7 separate regions of the Mus musculus genome follow, and all the other regions are linked to region 6. The links are chromatin contacts, called in public HiCAR-type, HiChIP or PLAC-seq and promoter capture Hi-C maps. All regions are on one chromosome and are shown on one strand. Each heading gives the region's core, a stretch centred on a gene start, on an enhancer-like site or on the middle of the called end of the contact. The rest is flanking DNA. Distances are from core to core; before and after follow the strand shown. Region 1 overlaps Unc13b (unc-13 homolog B). Region 2 overlaps Unc13b (unc-13 homolog B). Region 3 overlaps Unc13b (unc-13 homolog B). Region 4 overlaps Atp8b5 (ATPase, class I, type 8B, member 5). Region 5 overlaps Atp8b5 (ATPase, class I, type 8B, member 5). Region 6 holds the start of Unc13b (unc-13 homolog B). Region 7 holds the start of Atp8b5 (ATPase, class I, type 8B, member 5).

Region 1 (2,963 bases), core at 345-2,844, 130 kb before region 6:
AATACTCAGATCACAAAAACTGAGAAATGTAAATTTTAAAAGTCAGATACCATTCTTTGGTCAAACTGGCAAAAAATGTTAATATTCAAAGTCAGTCTAGCATATTCAGGCACTCAAAGCACAAATTCTTCAACAAAGAAATATTCCTAGTTCATCCATTTTATTTGAAGAAAATAAAGATAAGTTTAAAAATAAACAGAAATGAAAATAAATCTTTATCCTCTCCTCCCCCCCCCCAAAAAAAAAATCTGGGTAGGTGACATTAGTGCACGCCTTTAATCCCAGCACTCGGGAAGCAGAGGCAGGCAGATCTCTGAGTTCGGAGGCCAGCCTGGTCTATAGAATGAGCTCCAGGACAGCCAAGGCTACACAGAGAAGCCTTGTCTCAAGAGACAAAACAAAACAAAAAACAATAACAAAAACAGATTTCTATGACAATATTACTAAAACCTTATTCATGACAAAGTAGATAAGGAACAGTCATAATTACTAACCCGGAATAAAGCTTACAAAAACTGAGAAAAAAAAACCTACTCATATCATAATCTTATATATAATACTGTAATAAATCAGTAAACTTAAATACATTTAAATATGTATCATAAAAGAAAGCTTGGTAGATTTGAATGGTTAATATTTTGTTGTTACTAACTTTAGGGGCTGAACTTGGAAAATAGGATGAAATAGACGCACACTGTGATGGTTTGAATGAGATTGCCCCCATCCACAGGCTCATATTTAAACACTAGGCCCCCGACTGACTGGTCGTGCTGTTTGAGGGACATTATAGGACTTTTAGGAGGGGAGCTTTGCTGGAAGAAGTGCACCACTGGCGAAGGGCTTTGTGAGTTTTTAGCCTCTCCCCTATGCCAGCGTGCTCTCTGTTTCCTGTGTGCCCGAGACATGACTGTCAGCTTCCTGCTCCCATCATCATGCCTTCCTCGACTGCTATCTAGCCCTTTGGCACCAAAACATAGGCAAAATAAACTCTTCCTTAAATTGCCTTTGGTTATAGTATCTTATCACAATATAAATGTAATTTATACATGAAGGCATCTGTGGAAAAAAAGGCATTTCTAGCTTGTGAAATAACCACAAGTGATTTGCTAGACATTCTATAGAAGGCAGCATCACACATAAATAGCCCTGATGGTCCAGGACCTGACCCAAAGGTTCTTTTCTCTCTTTTTTTAAGGAAGGCATAACAGCAAATAATAACCCCATAATGTCATGGTGAGTGCCAACTCTAAACAGGCTCTCACACACAGTCTGGAGACTTTCTCCCAACACCTCACACCTGGCTGCATCTTAAAACTCACGGTTGAAAGCTAGCTAGAGGAATTCAGAGAAAATTCCAGGTACAAGAAACACCAAGTGCAAAGTCTCTGAGAATTTTGAGAAAATAAAATATTTCATGTTTTACAAGTATCAACTAATGCTTCCCAAACTTCTTTTTGTTAAGGAACTGGTTTTTTATCCCCAGTGTGATGGCCTGGTAGATTTGGTTTACACCCTGTTCAGTGAGACAGAGCCTGGGTGTGCATGATGTCATGGCAATTCAAACTGCCTCTGAAGGCTTGCTTTCAATTTTGGTACTTATTTCATCAAAGACTAGAAACAAACAGTTTTCAGGCTGTGTTGGTCCATGACTCACACTTCGAACTGTGTAGAGCTGGACCAGAAGGAATTTATTCTATCATGGAGACAATGCGAGCCACTGAAGTATGTTCTTTCCTGATAATCCTTTCTAAAGTCATGGCCTTCCTGGATAATTCACAATGCTAAGAGAAAGACACTATTGTTCTGTCTATTATCTGGATTAGAAAAACAAAGTTCCTTAAAATACTTGTATATCCTCACAATGATATACTGAGAAAAGATTGGCAATTCAAGTAACAAAGAGTTAATTTCCCTAAAACATAAAAAAAGCTCAGTTAATAAGAAAAAATACTCAATAGAAATTAGTCACACAAAATAATTTCTAATTAGTTTTCCTATTTAAGAAAAGTGTTCAATTTTACTAGCAAGAAACATAAATTTAAACAACTAAGAGACTTCCATCTAAAAGAATATCAAAATGCCAAAACATTGACAAATCACCATATTTATTGGTGGGTTAGGAAAGAAAAGCACCTCCTAGCATTCCTAGCAGGGACTTAGCAGCCAGCATGCCCTATGGAAGGCACAGACCCTTTTGTGTGGTCATCAAAGCCACTTACACACATCCTCATGCTGCTCCCTCAGTCAGGGAGGATGGCTGAGGGCTTCTGGGGCAGCAAATATAAGTGTGAGTGGCATGTGTGAGTGAAGGCAGATCTGCACGGCCATTTGCTACAGGCTCATTTAATCCTCATCTTTGCTTTCTCTTTACCATGTGACTGGCAATGTTCTCACTGCTGGCTGTTTCCATCAACCCAGATTACAGAAGACATCTTAAAGCAGACCTCTGTCATTCATATAAGTTACTGAAGAGTAACAATATGGTAATGTATATTGAAATTACAGAAGTGCACACATGCATATGAAATGGCCAGCATAAAAGGTTTCTCATTTCTAGCATGGCTTCTTACTCAAAGGAAACAGCAAGAGCACTAACATGTGCAGTGCTGTCACACGGGGGAATATTATGTATCTGTAACAAATCTTAGAGCTAATAAGTACGAGGATCTCCCAGTAGAGACGCAAAGGTTGGTCTTGTGTGTATACTATTCTGTTGGAACACAGTCTAAGAATGGAATCATGCAAGGGGAAATTTGAGTGCTTGCCAGAAAAGTCCAAGAAAACAAGAGTATTGTGACCTCAGTTTCTTTAAAAACACAGAACTGTTCTTGAAGTGTGCTATTGTGACCCTCCCGGGTAGGGCGGGAGAGGAGTATGTTTCCTTTCGGCTGTTGTTATTCACATTCCTCTATAGAAAAGCATGGTTTTACCATGTGCAGCTTGTCCTTGTGATTGTATTCAGC
Region 2 (3,090 bases), core at 453-2,952, 190 kb before region 6:
CTTTGTGAGGGTGAGAAATGGAAAACAGAATAAGCTGAATGAACAAAGTGAAGAGAATTATCTGGCTCTGCTCTATGGGCTGAGGGAAGTAGCCTTCTGAGCAGGTTTCAAAGAAAGCCAGGCCAGAAATATAAGAAAATAATGACATCTCTAAGTATTTAAGCTTCTCTTGTTCTTCAAACTTTAAAGATAACTCTTGGAAGCAAGCCACTATTCAGAAACCCTTCACCATGGGTAAAGCTGCTTTCTGGGCTGGAAAGGCCCTGCATAGGTACTTGTTATAAAGCTAGAAGGAGAAACCCACACCTGCACACCCACTGTCCTTACATGGCTCCTTAGGCTACAGCTTTGTCTGTCCTATGCCTCCCATAGCTTACCTGCCTCCATGGCTAGAAGCCCTCTACTTGCTTACTATACTGTTTACCAAGAACTTGAAGTTGTGTGGTAAAGGAAAGAAAGAGCTTATGAGGTAGATGGAGTCTGGCAGACCCTTACCCTCCAGTGCATATTTCATGTCTTGAGCAAACAGATGCCACATCACTTCTGCACTGACTTTTCCTACGTTCAACTCCTGAGGAAACCTGAGAGATGGAAAAAAACATGGTAAACATCAAGGCAAGAGCTATTTGGTTTTATTTATCCCAAGGTACCTAGTTCTCACAAGACATAATGAAGAGGAGTTGAGTCCTAGGGAACAGGACTAGACTGAGTCTGGAGAAAAGGGGCCCAGGGACTAATGGGAGAATAAATGACGGAGAGGGGGACCATATTAGCTAAGATGAACCCAAAGGACAGAATGCCCAGAAGGTACAGACAAGGCATTGAATCCCTGAGGAGGGTTGAGGCTGAAGGACAGGCTCAGGATAGATAAGCTGCAGGAGAAAGAGCAGGGGTGGGCCTTAAGAGGCCAGCTTTTTTTCATTGTGGACGGGCACATGCACACACAGTCTCTGGGTCCCCTGGGGCTCCCCTAACAGTTACAGTCCCAGAAGCCTTTCTCTCTGGGGAGGCTATCCCATCCTGTATAGGGCCCCCCCTTATGTTTCCACACCTGTCTCCAGAAACAGTTACCCAGACAGATACAAGGGACAGAGGGACAGATGGACGGACAGTTGGAAGAGGTGGCACTGCAAACATACAGAGATAGGAAAGAGAGAGACTGTTAGATGGACAGACCAATCCCCAACCAGACAGAGCCAAGTAGGGTGATACTCACTGGCTCAGAACAGGTGTGTAGGAATTCTTATCCTCCTCTATGATCGAAACAATGAGTGTGATAAGTTTGGGCCAGAAATCCAAGTTCCGAATGCTGGGCCCTGGTTCCTCTAGAGGTTGTTCCTGCTTCGTGTTCAGGGGAGGGGTGGGGCATGGAGAAAGGGAGCTAGTCACAACAGTACTGAAAAGACTCTTCCTTTTTCTTTTTCCTCTACCATGCCTGCTACTTTAAAGTTAGGGATACTTCCTTTTCTGGCACACGACTTCTAAATGACTGCCTCAGCTCCATAAGAGGGGTGACTACTGGGAGACCCTTCAACCACTGAGAATTGCTATCCTCAGCTCTGGGGCTCTCTTCTGGTATGCTTGGACAATCTAAGAGATATAAAGGCACTTGTGATTCTTCTCTTAGTCACTATGGACATGTGACTCTGGCTGAAATGAGCATCCTCTAGCCTCACTAACACGTCTGTTTCTGTAAGATCCGCCCACCCCCAGGCAACCTTCCTTTTCCAGATGTCCCTGTTTAAATCCACATTTCACACAGCACACACAGACATCCTAATTCTAAGAAGCTCCTTCAAGCTGAGCAGGACAAACCCTGTGTGCAGTTTGACCTAATTTTCAGTGGGGCCAGTCTTCTTTGGATCCCTTGAAGGCTATTGCTGGCTGGAAGAAATGCACCTGGAAAGCTATTTGCCAATCCAAAGAAGATGATTTGCTTAGGAGACAAAGGAATATAACAATGAGTCTCAGGAAAAGAATAGTCACTCATATTCAGATCCCAGGCAAAGACAATTTATGATTACTACAGAGACTGGAATGCACATTCTTTCTCACGGGAGCAGAGGCAAGTGTGGAACTTTTATGTGAATACTACATGTTACTACAGTTTCCAAAATCCCCTAACGAGCCTGAAGTCAGCAGAGACCAGGACTGAATCCATATGTCATTGACTTGACCTTAGTGTCACTTATATGCACCTTTTTCTTTTAGTTTTTCTGCCACTAGCCCAGCAAAGACTCATTCAAAAGACACCCTAGGCCTTTGAACTGCAGTCCACTATATACATCCTCCAGTGAGCTACCAGTGATTTCTCTGTACGGGAATCTCAGAGCTCTTCCATGGTCCTCAGTTAAGTTAGACTCCTTCATTGGACACAATGGTCGTTAGGCTGCTCCCTTCCTCTCCACTCCACATCGTGCCAGTTCTCTTGTGTTGCACTGCATCATGCTTACTCTGGCGCCTGGCAGCTGCTAACAGCTTTGCACACACTATCTCATTTCATCTGCTTGGCGATTCTTGAGCACAAGTTGCTAGTTTCTCACGCTCTGGATGAGGAGACAAAAGCACAGTGAGCTTCTGTGACCTGCCCTCTGTCCTAGAGCTAAGACCTGACCTCACAGCGGGTGAGCTCCGAAGTCTGAGGTTACAAAGACCTGAGTAAAACTGCTCAGGCCTTCTGAGATTAACATGTGCATGAATAATTCTGTGCCTCCAATACTCTATTTCCCTCCCTCTTCCCTTCAGCTCCTTTCTTGATATCAGTTCTAGGCCTTCCTCAAAATCCAGCTAGACTTTCTGCAAAGTTGTCTCTGGCACTCCTGGCTTGGTTAGATGACCCCCCCCCCCAGGCTCCCAGAACAGTCTATGAATTTCTGGTATTAGCATATCAGATATCTAAAACTATAATAAAATATAATAAAACAACAAAAATAACGACAAATGCAGTAATTTGCCCTCATTTCTACCAAACCAGAATCTCTCCCAAGGCTGTGTAAAACTGTGTTTCACTTGACTTTGCGTTCTAATTCTCCATGTGTTCAATGAATAGGTGGGCAAATGAGCTCTGCCTGAGGACTCGTAGAGGAAATA
Region 3 (2,700 bases), core at 1-2,500, 160 kb before region 6:
TTTCTTTTTATTTTTGGTTTTTCGAGACAGGGTTTCTCTGTATAGCCCTGGCTGTCCTGGAACTCACTCTGTAGACCAGGCTGGCCTTGAACTCAGAAATCCGCTGCCTCTGCCTCCCGAGTGCTCTGATTAAAGGCGTGCGTCATCACACAGCCTAAGGGGATGTGTTTCTTTCTTTTTATAGAATGGAAGCATCTCACACACACCATTCCGCACTATGCTGGTTTTTAGGTAGACAAAGATTAGGTAGCTTTCCATTTGAATAAAGAGCTACCCCAGCTTTTTATAGCTCCATGGAACTGCATTCCATTGTTTGTTTGTGCCAGAATTTTATTTCATCATATAGTTAAAGGACATTTAGGTTGTTTTTCACTCCTTACTATTAAAAACAATACTTCAAAAATAACCTTGTACATATGCCACTTCCGCATGTAGAAATATGTCTGCAGGATACATTCCTGGAAGCAAGGCTGAGGACTCTAAAGGTGCATATATTTATAACCCTGATACATTTTCTCAAATGCTTTCCTTAGAAGTTATACCATCTCATCGTATCCCATCAACATTGTATGAGCACCTGATCCCTTACACTTCTGCCAGTAAGATATGTTTCTTATCTTACACTTCTGCTAGTAAGATATATTTCTTCATTTTAATTTTGTCTTGGGAAACCTAATCAGGTTATATGCAAAAGAGGATAACCCCATTTACATTTAAAATTGGATAAATATAGCATATGCTCTTTGGATAAATTTAATTTTGATTGGGAGAAGAAAATGTAAAACTACAGATTTCCATACTGCCTAGAAACAAAGTCTTTTATTTCCTGCAGTTAAAATTAACATTTTGTTTTGGTTCTCAGGTAGCTAGGGAAGGCAGAAGGGGAGTATGGCCCACGGAAGGCAGCTGGGCCTTCAGACAGGGTCAGGTCAGCACTGCTAAGTAGGCAGCTCCTAGGTGCTCTGACTCAGAAGTAAGGCTCAGTGTAGGGCCAGAACTAGGATCTAGACAAGTAGAGGCAGAGGTAAGGAAATTCAAGTGACCATGGAGAAATACCATCAACTACTAGGGAGATGGGAATCTTTCAAAGAAGACCATGAAAAGGCATTTAAAAATGGAACATAAAATTCTGTCCCTGTGAGACAGAATAAATGTGCTTTATTTCTCAATCTTGCTTCCCACATCTAATCTACAGTCTACTGTGACCCAAATGGTCCTTCCTCTTTTGAAAGGCTACTTCCCAAAAAGACTGGAAATGGCTTAAGGACAGAAACTAAAACCTCCCTCCTAACCTTAGCACCCTCTTTCCTTCTATTTCCCAAAGATTTAAGTCTGTATTAAAATAATCTACACCGATTCAAGATATGAACCAACCCCATTGCTTTGTTAAGCCTGCCACAATGCAGCTGAATGCCATAGCGAGCCACATTACACAGACACTCAAGAGTACCTGAGGGGATGTCTTCTACTGAAAGATGGCTTGCCGTCTGTACTAGCTCTTGCAAAAGTTTTTTCTGCCTCAGTCTTTTCTCTCTTAGAACGTTTTTAAAATTGTTGATGCATTTGTTAAGGTAAATGGTCTCTGCACATACTTGTTCTAAACTCAGTTTGCCTTGATTAGGAGAGTCAGGCCTGGAACAAGTCTCGCTTCCCAGACATGGGGCGAGAGGGAAACTGAGCAGTGAGTTTGCAAAAGGTGAGTTGTTAGAAGCAAGAGAGAAGTTGCTTGGTGCTTGAGATGTCTGATCACCCTGTATAGAGATGCCTACTCCACCAGAAACCACACTGAGCAAGCTCTCACTTCCCTGACTTGCTGGACTCTCCACTGAACAATCGTGGGCACCTCCTGAACTTACTGTCCAAAGAAGTCTATCACTGTTCTCTGACTGGGAACCACTCTCGTTGCTTTCCAGGTCCTCAGGACTGATGGACCCATTGTTCTCCAGCTTCTGAAATACCCCCTGCAGAGCCAAACGAAAGTGCTGGATTGCTCGACTCAGCTTAGTTGTGTGGAATTTAATTTCTACATCTTCATCCTCCTGGGAGTCAGCCAGAACACGTGAGGACTTATCAAAGACATCCTTAAGAACCTGGGCAGTACAGTTCTCTTCTTCATTCAGGTCAATATGAACCATGTTACTCAAAGTCTCAGGCCCTATGATCACTTCCTCCATCGTGCTGTCAGGACTCAGAGTCGCAAACCTTCTAGACTTGTCTGCCAAAAGGTCCTCCAGCTGCTTTGGGCTCAGAATATCAAGTCCAGCTTCACAGCCTAGCATCTTGTCCTCTGTGTTTACCATATCTGCTTTCAGTGGTCCAGACAGTGAAAGGCAACTGCTGTCCTTAATTGAATTGCTGCAATCACTTTGTAGCTTTGTCACCTTACATGCCTCATGTTCTTGTCTGCCCTGTTTGAAAATCTGTAATTTTTCACAATCTTCCTCTTTTGAGATTAACACTGAGGAAGACCCCTCAAGTGGATGGAGGAGAGAAAGTTCACCACAACAATCACTGGTTACCCAGGATGCTCCTGATGTTCCTTTTACTTCCTCCTGCAACTTAGACACATCACTCTGTTTTGCTAAGCCATCCTTTGGTAGTAAACGAGGGCCCTGATGCTCAGAAGCCTGGGGTCCTCTTTGTTGATTCTGAGTCCTTATCTGGTGTGGTTCTGTCATTTGTTTTCTGTTCCCTGTTTCT
Region 4 (2,769 bases), core at 207-2,706, 230 kb before region 6:
ATTGAAACTATTAAGTTAGAGGAGAAAGGAAAGAGTGTGAGGGGGGAGAAAGAAGAAATGGGTCCTGGAGGGATACAGGAAGAGATGGAACAAAGAATGGATTGGGGCTAGAAATGTGGGTTTTATTGTAGCCTGCTACTAATTCATGTGGATGCTATTAACCAATTCCTGTCTCATTTCTTTTTTTCTTTTTTCCTTTTTTCTTTTTTTTTTTTTTTGCAAATGATTTTTAAAAATAAAGAAATAAATTTGATAGAAGCAGAATGGAGAAAGCAATTTAGGAATAAGTTTGTTAGAGATGCTTAGGGATAATTAAAAACAAGATGCATTCCTGGTCTCCATTATGAGGCTGAGTAAGAAGAACTGTAAGACTATCCATCTCTTCCTGTTTCCCCCAGAACCCATTTCTCCCACTCGCCTTCTTTCATTCTTCCTCTAACTTAATAGCTTCAATATTCTTTCCAGTTAGCTGCAGTGTAACACGATGCACACTCAGATTGGGTGCACGCCTGGCTCCAGCTGAACAGTCACTGTCTGACACAATGCTCTGCACAAAATAGCCACTCAACAAAAAACAATATTTAAAAATTTTAATTTACAGGTACCCTATTAGGAAAAAATATGTCTAAAAATATTGTTAGGGAGAAAGTGAAACTGGAACATAATACTGTCAGTAATATTCAAAATTGAACAACCACGTTAGACCTGATGGCATAGGCCTGTAAGTAAAACTAAGGCAGGAGAATTGGAAGTTCAAAGCCAGCCCATAGTGAGCTACACAGTGAGTGCAAAGCCAATCTGATCAACTTAACGAGTTCCTGCCTCAGAATAAAAAATAAATGCTGAGGGCACAGATGGGTGGGAGGACACTTGCCTATCGTGTTGCTTTCTGTTGCTGTGGTAAAACACACTGACAAAAACAACAGAAGAAGGAAGTGTGTTTGGCTCACAGTACAAGGACAGTGCATTGTGGCAGGGAAGTCCTGGTAGCTAGTACTGTGCCTGCGGTCAGCAAACAGAGCATTGCCTGTGCTTAGGGTGTTTCCTCTGTTATTCAACCCAGGACCTGAGCCTGAGGAATGGGCCACTCACACTTAAGGTAGGCTTTCCTGCCTCATTAGCCTGACCCAGATACTCCCTCCCAGGGATAACTAGAAGTGAGTCTAGATCCTGTCAAGCTGACAATATTAACCATCACCCTGTCATGTGTGAGGCTCTAGATTCAATTTCCAAATTCAAAACAAAACAACAACAAAAATTTGGACAACCACTCTGGAAAAATAACTTGGCCTTAATAATTAATAAATTAATAAAGCTGATGAAACACTTAACCTATAAGTCAGCAAGTCCACTTCCAGGCATAGAGCAAAACTCTTATGTTATATACAACGGTATCTGAAATAGCTGCTCATAACAGCAAGACTAGAAGTCATCAGATGACCATAAAAGGTAGAATGAAGAAGTCACTTCTGGTCAGACAGTGGTGGCACATGACCTTAATCTCAGTGCTTGGGAGACAAGCAGATCTCTGGATTCAAGGCCAGCATGGTCTAGAGAGCAAGATCCAGGACAGCAAGGCTACACAGAGACAACAACAACAACAACAACAACAAAGTAACTTGCAGACAAGAATGGTGCTGCATTCTTTTCTCTAGCAGAAGGCAGAGGCAGGTAGATCTCTGAGTTTGAGGCCAGCCTGGGCTACACCACAGTGAGCCCCTTTATCAGTTACCTTTCTACAGCTGTGATAAACACCACAACCAAGGTAGTTTATAAATAGAAGGGCTTTTTGGGTTTTGAGCCCATCACCACCACAGCAGGGAAATATGTCATCAGGCAGACACTGCAGCTGGAACAGGAAGCTGAGGACTTCCATCCTGAACCAAGATGCCAAGAGCAAACTCAAATGGCAAAATCTTTAAATTCTCAAGACCCTTGGGAGGCAGAGGCAGGCAGATTTCTGAGTTTGAGGCCAGCATGGTCTACAAAGTGAGTTCCAGGACAGCCAGGGCTACACAGAGAAACCCAGTCTCGAGCCACCCCCACCCCCCAAAATCTCAAGACCCACCTCCAGCGACACACCTTTTCCAAACAAGGCCATACCTCTCAAACCTATCCAAAGAGCTCCACCAACTGGGACCAAGTGTTCAACATCTAAGTCTATGGGGGACATTCTCACTCAAACCACCAGAGCCTGTCTCCAAAACAAACAAACAAACAAACAAACAAACAAACAAACAAACAAAACAGAAAAAAGTAACTTATGGTCTGATCATACAGTGGAAAGTTAGATAGTACTAAAATGAGTAAGCCACAGTTATATACATCAACTGATAATCTCATGAGTCCAATTGGGAAGAAATAAATTACAGAAGGCTATATAAGGTTGGGACTGGAGAGATGGCTCAGTGGTTAAAGAGCACTGGCTGCTCTTCCAGAGGACCTGAGTTCAATTCCCATTATCCACATGGCAGATCCAAATGTCTGTAACTCCAGTTCCAGGGGATCTGATACCCTCACACAGACATAAATGCAGCCAAAACACCAATGTATATAAAATAAAAATAAATAAAAGTCGACCCAAGGGTGATGACTTTTTGCTGAAATACCCAACAAAGGAGAGATAAAACCTGTAGAGACCATATCCCGTAGACAGGCATGAGGGATGGGGTCACCCACCAATCTCAAATTTTTTAACCCAGAAATGTTCCTGTCCAAAGGAAAGACAGGAACAAAAAAATGGAACAGAGACTGAAAGAAAGGCCATCC
Region 5 (3,122 bases), core at 429-2,928, 250 kb before region 6:
TGGCCGTTCACTCTAACAACTTTGCTGACTCTTGGTTTACGCTTATTATGGATGACCCAGGACTGTATGTGACCCAACCACACACTTCCCTCAAAATTGCTCCATTTCACCTTAAGCTACGATGAGAGAGAGACAGGAAAAGCTTCTTGCCTATGATCTCCAGAGCTGATGATCTCCAGAGGCAGCGGAAAGGTGCCCAAGAGAGGCGGAGGCAAAAATGCCATAGGGCTCCCTGATCCTAATACACGGAGAGGAGCGAGAAGCCACACCGGAGGAGGTACTCACGGTAACAGGATGGTTATTCTCCAGCTTAATTATGTCCCCCACTTGGACATTCCTCCACTTGATCTCCTCAACCCTGTAAGAAAATGGGCCTTGAATTTCTGCTGGGACAGTCTCTCCAAAGTTCTGTTCTGATAACTAAATAGAACAAAGCAGAAGAGACAGGACAGGCTGGAGGGAAGGGAGCCAAGATGCAGAGGTCAGAGTGCGCTGGCGCTTCATGCTCTGCACGGTCAAGAGCAAGCTCTGTCTCTCTGGACACATCACTTTCCCCAGCAGGTAGCTTTGTTTCTCAAAGGGAGCCACTATATTCTAAAAACTTTCCTAGAAAATATCAACTCATAGAATCCTCTACCCCATATATATTTCAAAGTTACACAGTAAGGTTAATAATCCCAGTACCTGGGAGGCAGAGGCGGAAAGATTTGTGTAAGGCCAGTTTGTTCTACATAGAGAGTTCCTGGCCAGGCAGGGTTACACAGTGAGACCCTGTCTCAAAGAAACGAAGTAGAATAGTAGATACCTTACTGTCTTCATATTTTATTTAATAACATATCTTAAAGGACATATATAGATGGGACTCATTCTTTCTGTAGACCAGGCTGGCCTTGAACTCAGAAATCCACCTGCCCCTGCCTCCCAAGTGCTGGGATTAAAGGCATGTGCCAACACCGCCCGGCGGGACTCATTCTTTTATTATATGGCTAAAATGTATTCTATCATCTGGCTTTACTAATTTTATTTGCTTCTTTTATTGGGTTACCTTTGACCCTTTAAAACCTCATTTCCTATAAAAGGAAGTCTGGTAGTATGATGGCAGTATGAGCAGATTCAACAATACCAGCTCTCTCTCTCTCTCTCTCTCTCTCTCTCTCTCTCTCTCTCTCTCTCTCTCTCTCTCCCTCTCTTTCTCTCTTTCTCTCTCTCTCCAACTTTCCAACAGTACTCCTAAGTCACTTCTTCTCTGTTAAAGGTCAGATATGTTTTTTGTGTACACATGCACACCAGGGCCTCAGACTAACTCCTAAATTCTCTCTGTGATAAATTCTTCTCCAAAAACTGTGTACAAAAACAAAAAATACAAGTACTTGAGTTATTTGAGGGAGTTCATCTGATTAAATTTATTTGGTCAGAAATTCCTCAGTTTGATAAGTTTCTAATATACTCAGTTTTGCCTTTTAAAACAATATTATCCCTTCCCCATTTTAATAGTAATTCACCTTTTTGGTCTTGAGAACTTCCAGCTATATAAAACACTGGAGGAAACAATTCACTCTGAGTAATGAGGGTTCAGATGCCAAGAGCCTGGATAACAGAATGGCCTGATCAGAGCTACAGAAGGCCAGTACCCTGCGAGCTGGCCACCAAGAGAAAGGCAGGCATGCATCCCTGGTGACTGTCAGGCTTGCGGTTTCTTTCCTCGTGCTCCTTTCATGAACTCTAACATCTGCAGTGCTTCCCTGACCCAGAGCTGGCACAGACATCACCTCCCCCATAATTCCTTCTGTCAGACATGGCTCTGTAACAGCTTGCCACGACCCTTAGAGTATTTTCCACATTTTGCCCTCTGTAGGAACATGTCTGCCCTGTTCCAGTCTTACCACCATGTAGCTCAGCCGTGGAGCCAGTGCAGACACTAAATTGGGCTGGTGAGTTGTGAGCTGACGCCTGGATGAAAGGCTATGGTAATGCAGCCAGTGAGCCTTGTCAGAACCCATTATGTTCTAAAGACAAACGTCCCGAGGCCAGTCACGGTGATAACGGTCACAGGCATATTAACTTCACGCTATAATTTATTAACTGCTTGGATATATTTTTCATTTTATTTTCTCAGGCATCTAAGACAGAGCTTATTATTTCCATTTTCTCGGAAAGAAGCCCAGAGGCATCTCAGTTAGTATGACACTTCAGGGTATACTAGAGACATCTACAGGCAAGTTCTTTGAGCTCTTTCCTAGCACACACCAGTGTTAAGGCCAAGGTGGAATGTTAAAGCCTAGGTAAATGTTAAGGCCTAGGTAACTGTTACCTGGCTAGCCTGCTATTATAAGCAAACTTTCTCATAGGTTTCTGCTGTTTCTAGGAAACGTTCTAATGCCAAGTTGATTACATATTCTGTTACGCTTTGTGCCCTTGGAAACCAATCATGATAGAGGTCAGTAGAACTGTTTTGCATAGTTACCCACAATACAAAACAGCTCTTCCTACATCTGTGTCTAAGCTTTTATGATATTTGCTTTTATAAGCTGCCCCTGGATGAACCCCAACATAAAAGATGTAAGAAACTATTTAAAGTAAGACTTTCATTTTGAGTAGTGGTCAAGTAAAGTTTAAGTTCTTAAGACCTCCCTGGGAACTGGCATCCTACTTGGCAGAAAGAGACATGTATGTGAGTAACTGACATGCTGGTTAGCAAGTTAAGACATGGATGCTAGACAAGTCCCATGTTGGTAGACAAGTTAAAACATGAATATTAGACAAGGCAAGTCCCCTGCCACAGTTCAGTACCCCAACCAATGGGAGCAGGCTAATGTACATCAAAGACACGTTCCTAAGGAAATCATCTATCCTTAAATCCTGATTGGTGGAATAACATGACACAGGTATTTGTAGACTTCAGGCTTAAAAAGGCCTATAGGACCTCAACTTGGGGTCATGGTTCAGATCCCAAATCTGGCCCATGGCTCTGGTTGTTCAGTCCTGGGTGTGTGTTCAATAAACTGTCCCTGTCTGGCTGAGATCGGTGTTTGTGTGGTCAATTAGGTGATTCCTGGACCCCAACATTGAGGTCCTGGGTTTGATCCCCAGCATCTCAAAGAGAAAGACCTCAATGAAGTAGA
Region 6 (3,110 bases), core at 123-2,622:
TTTTATTCAACAGATATATGGCTTGTAATTTGAATCTCCCAAGATCAAATTCAATCAGCAATCCAAACCCTACTTTTTCTGGCCAGTTAATCTCTCTAAAATCACAGTTCTTGCATTCATTCAAAATTTCTACGGAGCTTGGCACTCGGAATACTATTTTGTAAAAAATAAAAACACCAGCAACACAGTCTCTAGAGCTAAATTCAGGGCACTGTACCTCACATGACTTAAACTCCAAAGCTCTGGTTTTATAAAAAGCTTCCTGTAACCCCAGTCCTCGGGAGGTGAGGTGGTTAAATCACAACTTCCAAACCAGACTGAGCCATACAATGAACTCCAAACCAGCTTGGACTATATAACAAGACTGTTGTTTCCAAGAACCATCACACACAAACACATCCCTTCCTGGATGGACCAAGTGTCCTCAGAGAAAGAGCCAAAGCTAAAATAAAATAAACCATTTCTCCATGTTCCACTCCCAAAGGGGAGAAGCCAACACCACCTCCTTCTTCAAAGTGTCATGTGAAAATATAATCTATGCCTTGACACAAACTGAGGTTCAGGAAAGGAGCCGGGGACGAGACAGACAATAGTAAGATGCAAATCAAGAAATAAACTTGAAGGGATGTGACAGCTGTACCACTAACACGGTCAGAGTCATAAAAAGCTGCTACTCCGGGGCCAACTAGTTCCACAGCGCGGGGAGAAGAAGAAGCTGTCCGCTCTAGACAGGCGCCAACCATAGGAGGTCCCCTCAGGTGCCCACTGGCATCGGACCCTTTTCACTGTTTAATAGCATCTGGCAAGCCCGACAACAACGCTGTCTCACGGCTGCCAGAATGGACGGATAACAGTCCGCCGCGGAAGGGGGGTCACGAAGGAGCGGGGGAAACTCGTCGGACCTTTAGAAGTGACTACGAACGCATTCGCCACCCAGGGCAAGCGCGGGGAGCGAAGTTCGGGAGAAGCGCCGCCGGGACACTACCACAAGTGTCCGGGCAGGCGTGGGAGCCGCGGGTCCCGCCGGCCGCGCACTCACCACGCACACAGAGCAGCGACATGGCCGAGGCGCGGACCAGCCTCCGCCGCACCTCGGCGGCGCGGAGCCCGGCCGCTCCCTCTTTTCTCTCAGCAGGTGCCGCGCCACCCTCTGCTGTCCGCCTCGCGGGTCCGGCCGCTCCTCATGGTCCCCGGCGCCCGCCGCGTTCCCCGCTCCCTCGAAGCCGCCCGGGTTCTCACGGTCGGAGTGAGCAGAGGAAAGAGCTGAGGCTCCGCCGGCAAACTGGGGACTGGGCGCGGCCCCGAGGCGCCATAGCTGCGAAGCGTGAGCGACCAGAACTCCCTCCCCTCACTCCGGCTGGGATCCCTGCGAGAGACTGGGCGGAACCAATCCCCAAGGGCTACGCCTCCCGGCCAATCCGCTCGCGCCCAGTCTGCCGACCCCGCCCCCCCGGGAGCACGTAGACTTCGAGGTCCCCCTTCATTTTTCTAATAACCAAGATTGATAGCAGCTCCGCCCACTGAAAGGGCTTCAAAGCAAGGATGGGCGGGGCTGGCCCTCACCTGTGTGAGGCGAGAGTTGAAACCTTTTGCTCCTCCCACGTGCGTGGAGTTTCCACACAAAAACCAGATTCTCTTCATTGAAGACTTGGCAATTGATTTCCTTAATGAGACGAGGCTTTACAGCCGGAGAGAGATTTGCCATAGTAATTACACAAGGTTGCATTAGGGCTATGGCGGCAAAATTCCAGTTCTTCCAGACATAGAGGCTAGGGTATAAGGAATTCAAGGCCATCCTTGGCTACATGGTAAATCTAAGGCTAGCCTATGCTACACGAAGCTTTCTCTCTTTCTCTCTCTCTCTCTTTTTAAGTGTCTTTCCAAATGTTAGAACTACGAATCTGGAGAAGAGAAAAAAAACTGAACCTTAGGGAAGATTTGGAACACACTAGTCACGAGATCTCAAAGATAGTGGGCATTTTAGGGCTGCCAGTGGTTGGCATATTTAACTATTCATCGCAGTTTTTCTAGAGCAAGCAAGGAACTGAAAAGGAGTTGAACTTCTGAATTCTAGTACTGAATTTAGAAAGAACAAACAGAACTGTTATAAAATCAAGGATCCTCCTAGAGAATGCAGAGGCCGACCAGCAAGACTGGAAACTTTGCACCTGGCCAATAGTATAAAACAGTGGGAAACAATCTAATAAAATTGTGAGGTGCACACATTTTAGACCTAAGTAGATACAGCCAGTATGTTGTCTATTGGCATGAACTAAATAACCCCAGAGCTTAGTAGCTTAAAACAACACTGATTATCCGGAACTTTCTGCAGGTCAAGAATCCAGGCACAACTGAGCCGAGTCCTCCAGTTGAGGGTTTTTCAGAAACTCTCAAGTGCCTGCATGACTGGAGTATCTCAGTTCCAACCTCCCTTCTGTGATTGTTGGCGGAACCCAATTCCTCCAGGGCTTGGAATCATAGCCTCAGTTCTTGATTAACTATGGGCCAGCCTCAGTTCCTTGTCACGTAGGCTTGGCCAACAAAGCTGCTTGCACACAGTCTGAGGCCAAGCAAAACATCAGATGCCTGTAATCTCAGCACTTGGGAGGCGGAGGCAGCAGGACTAGCCATTCAAAACTATCCTTGTATCCTTGACTACATAGTGAGTTCAGTGGAGCCCTGAACTACATCAGACCCTGTCTTTAAAAAAAAGAAAAGAAAAAGAAAAAGAAAAAGAAAAGAAAAGAAAAGAAAAAAGAGAAAAGAGTAAGGAGCTGGAGAGATGGCTGAGCAGCTAAACTCATTTGCTGCTCTTGCAGAGGGCCCAGCTGTGGGTCTCAGCACCCACATGGGAGCTCATAACTGTCTGCAACTCCAATTACAGAGGAACTCATCTTTTTTTTTTTTTTAAAGATTTATTTATTTATTATATGTAAGTACACTGTAGCTATCCTCAGATTCTCCAGAAGAGGGCATCAGATTTCGTTACGGACGGTTGTGAGCCACCATGTGGTTGCTGGGATTTGAACTCGGGACCTTCGGAAGAGCAGTCGGAGCTCTTAACCACTGAGCCATCTCGCCAGCCCTGATCTCATCTTTTTTTACTTTTT
Region 7 (2,781 bases), core at 89-2,588, 210 kb before region 6:
CTTTAGTCCCAGCACTAGGGAGGCAGAGGCAGGCAGATTTCTGAGTTGGCTATACAGAGAAACCCTGTCTAAAAACCAAAAAACAAAAAAAAGTTACTTTTTCAGAACATAGAGGCTCCTGCATAATACTTCTTTATTCACATAGAGAAAATGTATATTTTCAAAGTTCTTTTATGTATATGAGTCCACTTCACCCGTCTGAGTTAGATATGGAAGGAATTACCACTCCAAATAACAATCCAGCAAACTGTTACACTAAAGACCAGACTCGTGAACAGCATGTATCAGAGCTGAGACCCACATTTATATCTTCTGATTCCAGCTTCAATACATCTTTGCCATTTTATGTTGCTTTTTCAGCTTTGTCTTTTTGCTCTTGGGTCTGGAAAGACCATGCAGGGGTCAGTCAAAACATGCTAAAGGGAGTAATTCTATCCTTTAAAAATCCACTAGTTCAGACCTTCTAACCTGAAAATTTTCCTACTTTTCTTTTGTTTAAAACTGTATCAAGGGGCTGGCTGGAGAGAGACTGCTCTCTCAGTGGCATTGGGGTCCCAGCATCCACATGGCAGCTCCTATCTGTCTCTAACTACGGTCCCAAGGGATCTGATGGCCTTCAAGGACACCAAGTACAATTTATACTTGTGATCGTAGCAGCAGGGAGGCAGAGGCAGGAGGATCAGTACAAGTTCTAGGGCAGTCTGGTCTATGCAGTGAGTTTTAAGCCAGTTAGGGCTATCCATCAAGACCCTGTTTCGAAGCAAAGAAAGAATGTCTACCTTGGCAGTTCCTCAGATAGATAGACACCTACTTATTCACATTAGAAAGTTCGTGGTAGAGAGTTTAATTTTTCCTGCCAAGTAGGCATTAAAAGGAAAAGAATGATAGCAAATGCCCAGGAATATTAAGAGTCTTGGGGAAATGAGCAAATTTCCTTAGCTACCAGGGATATGACACAGCTGGGAGACTTAGGGTTAACCTGCTTTACGGAATAAATGGACAAATGTGTGCCCTGTGGGAGCAACCTGGGGGAGGATAAAGACTCTTTGGAAATGTCTGGATAGACATCTCAGGGAGTGCCAGGGAAACCTGTATATCTGAGGAGTACTGACAGAGTTCTCTTGGTGAGTATTACAATAATTCTCAAAGAAGTAGGAGGATGAATAACCACTCGGTAGTTCAAGTAACATAAGGTCTCCAAGCAATGCTGTCAGAAAGAAAACCGTAACTTCTCCTCGGGCGCCCCCTACTTACCGTCGCCTCACAGCCTCCTACTCCAGCAACCTCCATCTTAACGCACCTTTCTGCGCTTGTGCCACAGAACCACAGCTTCCGCCCAGAGCTGGACCCGCCCGCCCACGCGCTGCCGCGAGCTCGTCTCCCGCCACGCCCCTTTCTGCAGATACTGAAGCTGGAAAGTCTGGCTTTGAAGTAGTTGAGTCCTAAATCCCTGAGATGGCCAAGTCCTGAGATGAAATCCTCAGATCCTTCCAGGGGCTAACTGCATGCTAATGAGGGGAGAATAACAAAGGGGCGTGCTGCCCAGAGTTGGTGGGGTCCAGATGGCTTCCCAGAGGTGACAGACTGAAAGGTAGTGTGGAAGGGGTGACTGGAAATTAACAAGAATGGACACAAGAATGTAAAATGGCACTGAGGGCAAATTCAGCTGCGGAATTGTGTGTATGGGTATGTGTGATGGGTATGTGGAGGGCACTCCTGGAGGGGTTTAAGTTTTAGCTTAGAAGCCACTGTGACCACTGAGTAGCTTTTTTTTTTTAAATTAGATTTTCTTCATTTACATTTCAAATGATATCCCCTAAGTCCCCAATACCAACCCCACCCCCTTGCCCTGCTCCCCAACCCACCCACACCCCCTTCCTGGCCCTGGCATTCCCCTGTACTGGGGCATATAATCTTCGCAAGACCAAGTGGCTTTTAACTGAAGAGGAAAGAGGACGGACCCAGAGAGATGGCTTAGTGGTTAAAAGCACTTGTTCTTGCAGAGAACATCCATATGGTGTTTCACAACCATCCACAACTCCAGTGCCAGGATCAGATGCCTTCTTTTGACCTCTGTGGGTACCAGGCACCCAGGTGGTGCATGCATACATGCAGGCAAAACACTCACATAAATGTAAATAAAACTTTAAAGTACTTTTTAAAAAGAGAGAGGGAGCAGGAACAAAGGCTGGGGTTTATCAGTGATGCAGAGGAGGGGAAATAAAAAATACTACGAGGAACTAGGAGTTAGAGTTCCTGATAGGCAAATATATGAGAGGGGCCATGACTAAGTAATAAAGACTGTGAACTTCCAAGATGCCTGGCTGCTTCTTCACCCTCTTGACCTGAGACAAAGGTCTGGAAATAAATAATAATAATAATAATAATAATAATAATAATAATAATAATAATAATAATATTGTCTTGTGGGATTTTTTTTTACCTCCTCCTGTCAGTGGAGCCCCTGCTGATGGAGTGCCTCAGCAAGCTCAAGGCCAGATCAGGACATATTTACACAACAGTTATGGGCCAACCAACCCCAAATTAGGAGAGGAAGCCCCTTCACACTTTACAAGTTCCTAGCCATCAAGAAGCTGGACTTCTGCTTTGCAGGAGGGTCTTTCTCTGTGTCCCTGCTGAATGGGAATATTTTCTCACTTTTAATAAAAAGCTTTCTTCTGACTGCTGAATCTGCCCTTTTGCAATTTCTCTACAGCTACCTGTCATGGTCGAGATTTTTCTCCCTCTGCCTTGTAGTTCTTTAACTGGCAGAGAAAATGA

What was found. Promoter capture Hi-C pulls out the DNA fragments that hold promoters and counts their contacts. HiCAR-type assays count read pairs that join an accessible place to other places. HiChIP or PLAC-seq counts read pairs in DNA pulled down with a chosen protein or histone mark.
Region 1: a HiCAR-type map of fibro-adipogenic progenitors shows a contact between it and region 6, with 3 times the contacts expected there. The contact joins the enhancer-like site here to the promoter of Unc13b in region 6. A contact is called at or near these places in 9 of 39 promoter capture datasets (the 3T3-L1 cell line, 3T3-L1-derived adipocytes, HPC-7-derived erythroid cells and 5 more), 2 of 115 datasets of contacts at active chromatin or transcription factors (fibro-adipogenic progenitors and forebrain) and 3 of 9 other capture datasets (adipose tissue, liver and pancreatic islet).
Region 2: an H3K27ac HiChIP or PLAC-seq map of microglia shows a contact between it and region 6, with 6 times the contacts expected there. The contact joins the enhancer-like site here to the promoter of Unc13b in region 6. A contact is called at or near these places in 12 of 39 promoter capture datasets (the 3T3-L1 cell line, cranial neural crest, embryonic stem cells and 6 more), 31 of 484 Hi-C or Micro-C datasets (the AML12 cell line, B cells, the Ba/F3 cell line and 22 more), 7 of 115 datasets of contacts at active chromatin or transcription factors (bone marrow-derived dendritic cells, embryonic forebrain, embryonic limb bud and 4 more) and 3 of 9 other capture datasets (adipose tissue, liver and pancreatic islet).
Region 3: a contact with region 6 is called in an H3K27ac HiChIP or PLAC-seq map of microglia, with 4 times the contacts expected there. The contact joins the enhancer-like site here to the promoter of Unc13b in region 6. A contact is called at or near these places in 12 of 39 promoter capture datasets (the 3T3-L1 cell line, 3T3-L1-derived adipocytes, HPC-7-derived erythroid cells and 8 more), 3 of 484 Hi-C or Micro-C datasets (cerebral cortex, cranial neural crest and cumulus cells), 3 of 115 datasets of contacts at active chromatin or transcription factors (embryonic stem cells and microglia) and 2 of 9 other capture datasets (adipose tissue and liver).
Region 4: a promoter capture Hi-C map of HPC-7-derived erythroid cells shows a contact between it and region 6, with 3 times the contacts expected there. The contact joins the enhancer-like site here to the promoter of Unc13b in region 6. A contact is called at or near these places in 14 of 39 promoter capture datasets (the 3T3-L1 cell line, 3T3-L1-derived adipocytes, the HPC-7 cell line and 8 more), 5 of 115 datasets of contacts at active chromatin or transcription factors (SST interneurons, embryonic forebrain, embryonic hindbrain and 2 more) and 3 of 9 other capture datasets (adipose tissue, liver and pancreatic islet).
Region 5: a HiCAR-type map of astrocytes shows a contact between it and region 6, with 2.2 times the contacts expected there. The contact joins the enhancer-like site here to the promoter of Unc13b in region 6. A contact is called at or near these places in 13 of 39 promoter capture datasets (the 3T3-L1 cell line, 3T3-L1-derived adipocytes, cranial neural crest and 7 more), 1 of 15 datasets of contacts at CTCF or cohesin (the NIH/3T3 cell line), 3 of 115 datasets of contacts at active chromatin or transcription factors (SST interneurons, astrocytes and bone marrow-derived macrophages) and 1 of 9 other capture datasets (adipose tissue).
Region 7: a contact with region 6 is called in a promoter capture Hi-C map of embryonic stem cells. The contact joins the promoter of Atp8b5 here to the promoter of Unc13b in region 6. A contact is called at or near these places in 19 of 39 promoter capture datasets (the 3T3-L1 cell line, 3T3-L1-derived adipocytes, the C10 cell line and 11 more), 2 of 15 datasets of contacts at CTCF or cohesin (the NIH/3T3 cell line and embryonic stem cells), 17 of 484 Hi-C or Micro-C datasets (the AML12 cell line, the G1E-ER4 cell line, the HL-1 cell line and 11 more), 16 of 115 datasets of contacts at active chromatin or transcription factors (the NIH/3T3 cell line, SST interneurons, bone marrow-derived macrophages and 10 more) and 4 of 9 other capture datasets (adipose tissue, embryonic stem cells, liver and 1 more).

What each region holds. Positions count from the first base shown.
Region 1 is chr4:43,186,307-43,189,269 of GRCm38.p6, reverse strand. The region is part of intron 11 of Unc13b (unc-13 homolog B); the gene reads right to left. Among named protein-coding and RNA genes, the nearest start is that of Gm25010, 13 kb to the left of the region's middle. Within about 2 kb of position 1,594, at least 9 of the 459 cell types and tissues checked have an H3K27ac peak or open chromatin away from gene starts, as enhancers often do. A contact at or near this core is called in fibro-adipogenic progenitors, where this site is marked.
Region 2 is chr4:43,247,708-43,250,797 of GRCm38.p6, reverse strand. It overlaps Unc13b (unc-13 homolog B), which reads right to left. Exons shown (of 40, transcript NM_001384106.1): 25 at 1,217-1,341; 26 at 496-581. Among named protein-coding and RNA genes, the nearest start is that of Atp8b5, 18 kb to the left of the region's middle. Within about 2 kb of position 1,702, at least 17 of the 459 cell types and tissues checked have an H3K27ac peak or open chromatin away from gene starts, as enhancers often do. A contact at or near this core is called in microglia, where this site is marked.
Region 3 is chr4:43,216,716-43,219,415 of GRCm38.p6, reverse strand. All of the region lies in intron 11 of Unc13b (unc-13 homolog B), which reads right to left. Among named protein-coding and RNA genes, the nearest start is that of Gm25010, 17 kb to the right of the region's middle. Within about 2 kb of position 1,250, at least 10 of the 459 cell types and tissues checked have an H3K27ac peak or open chromatin away from gene starts, as enhancers often do. A contact at or near this core is called in microglia, where this site is marked.
Region 4 is chr4:43,285,703-43,288,471 of GRCm38.p6, reverse strand. All of the region lies in intron 2 of Atp8b5 (ATPase, class I, type 8B, member 5), which reads right to left. Among named protein-coding and RNA genes, the nearest start is that of Atp8b5, 20 kb to the right of the region's middle. Within about 2 kb of position 1,456, at least 34 of the 459 cell types and tissues checked have an H3K27ac peak or open chromatin away from gene starts, as enhancers often do. A contact at or near this core is called in adipose tissue, where this site is marked.
Region 5 is chr4:43,308,692-43,311,813 of GRCm38.p6, reverse strand. Atp8b5 (ATPase, class I, type 8B, member 5) reads right to left here. Exons shown (of 29, transcript NM_177195.3): 8 at 286-358. Among named protein-coding and RNA genes, the nearest start is that of Gm46851, 30 kb to the left of the region's middle. Within about 2 kb of position 1,678, at least 18 of the 459 cell types and tissues checked have an H3K27ac peak or open chromatin away from gene starts, as enhancers often do. A contact at or near this core is called in astrocytes, where this site is marked.
Region 6 is chr4:43,057,215-43,060,324 of GRCm38.p6, reverse strand. Unc13b (unc-13 homolog B) reads right to left here and starts at 1,372. Exons shown (of 40, transcript NM_001384106.1): 1 at 1,040-1,372. The coding sequence starts at 1,061.
Region 7 is chr4:43,265,716-43,268,496 of GRCm38.p6, reverse strand. Atp8b5 (ATPase, class I, type 8B, member 5) reads right to left here and starts at 1,338. Exons shown (of 29, transcript NM_177195.3): 1 at 1,255-1,338.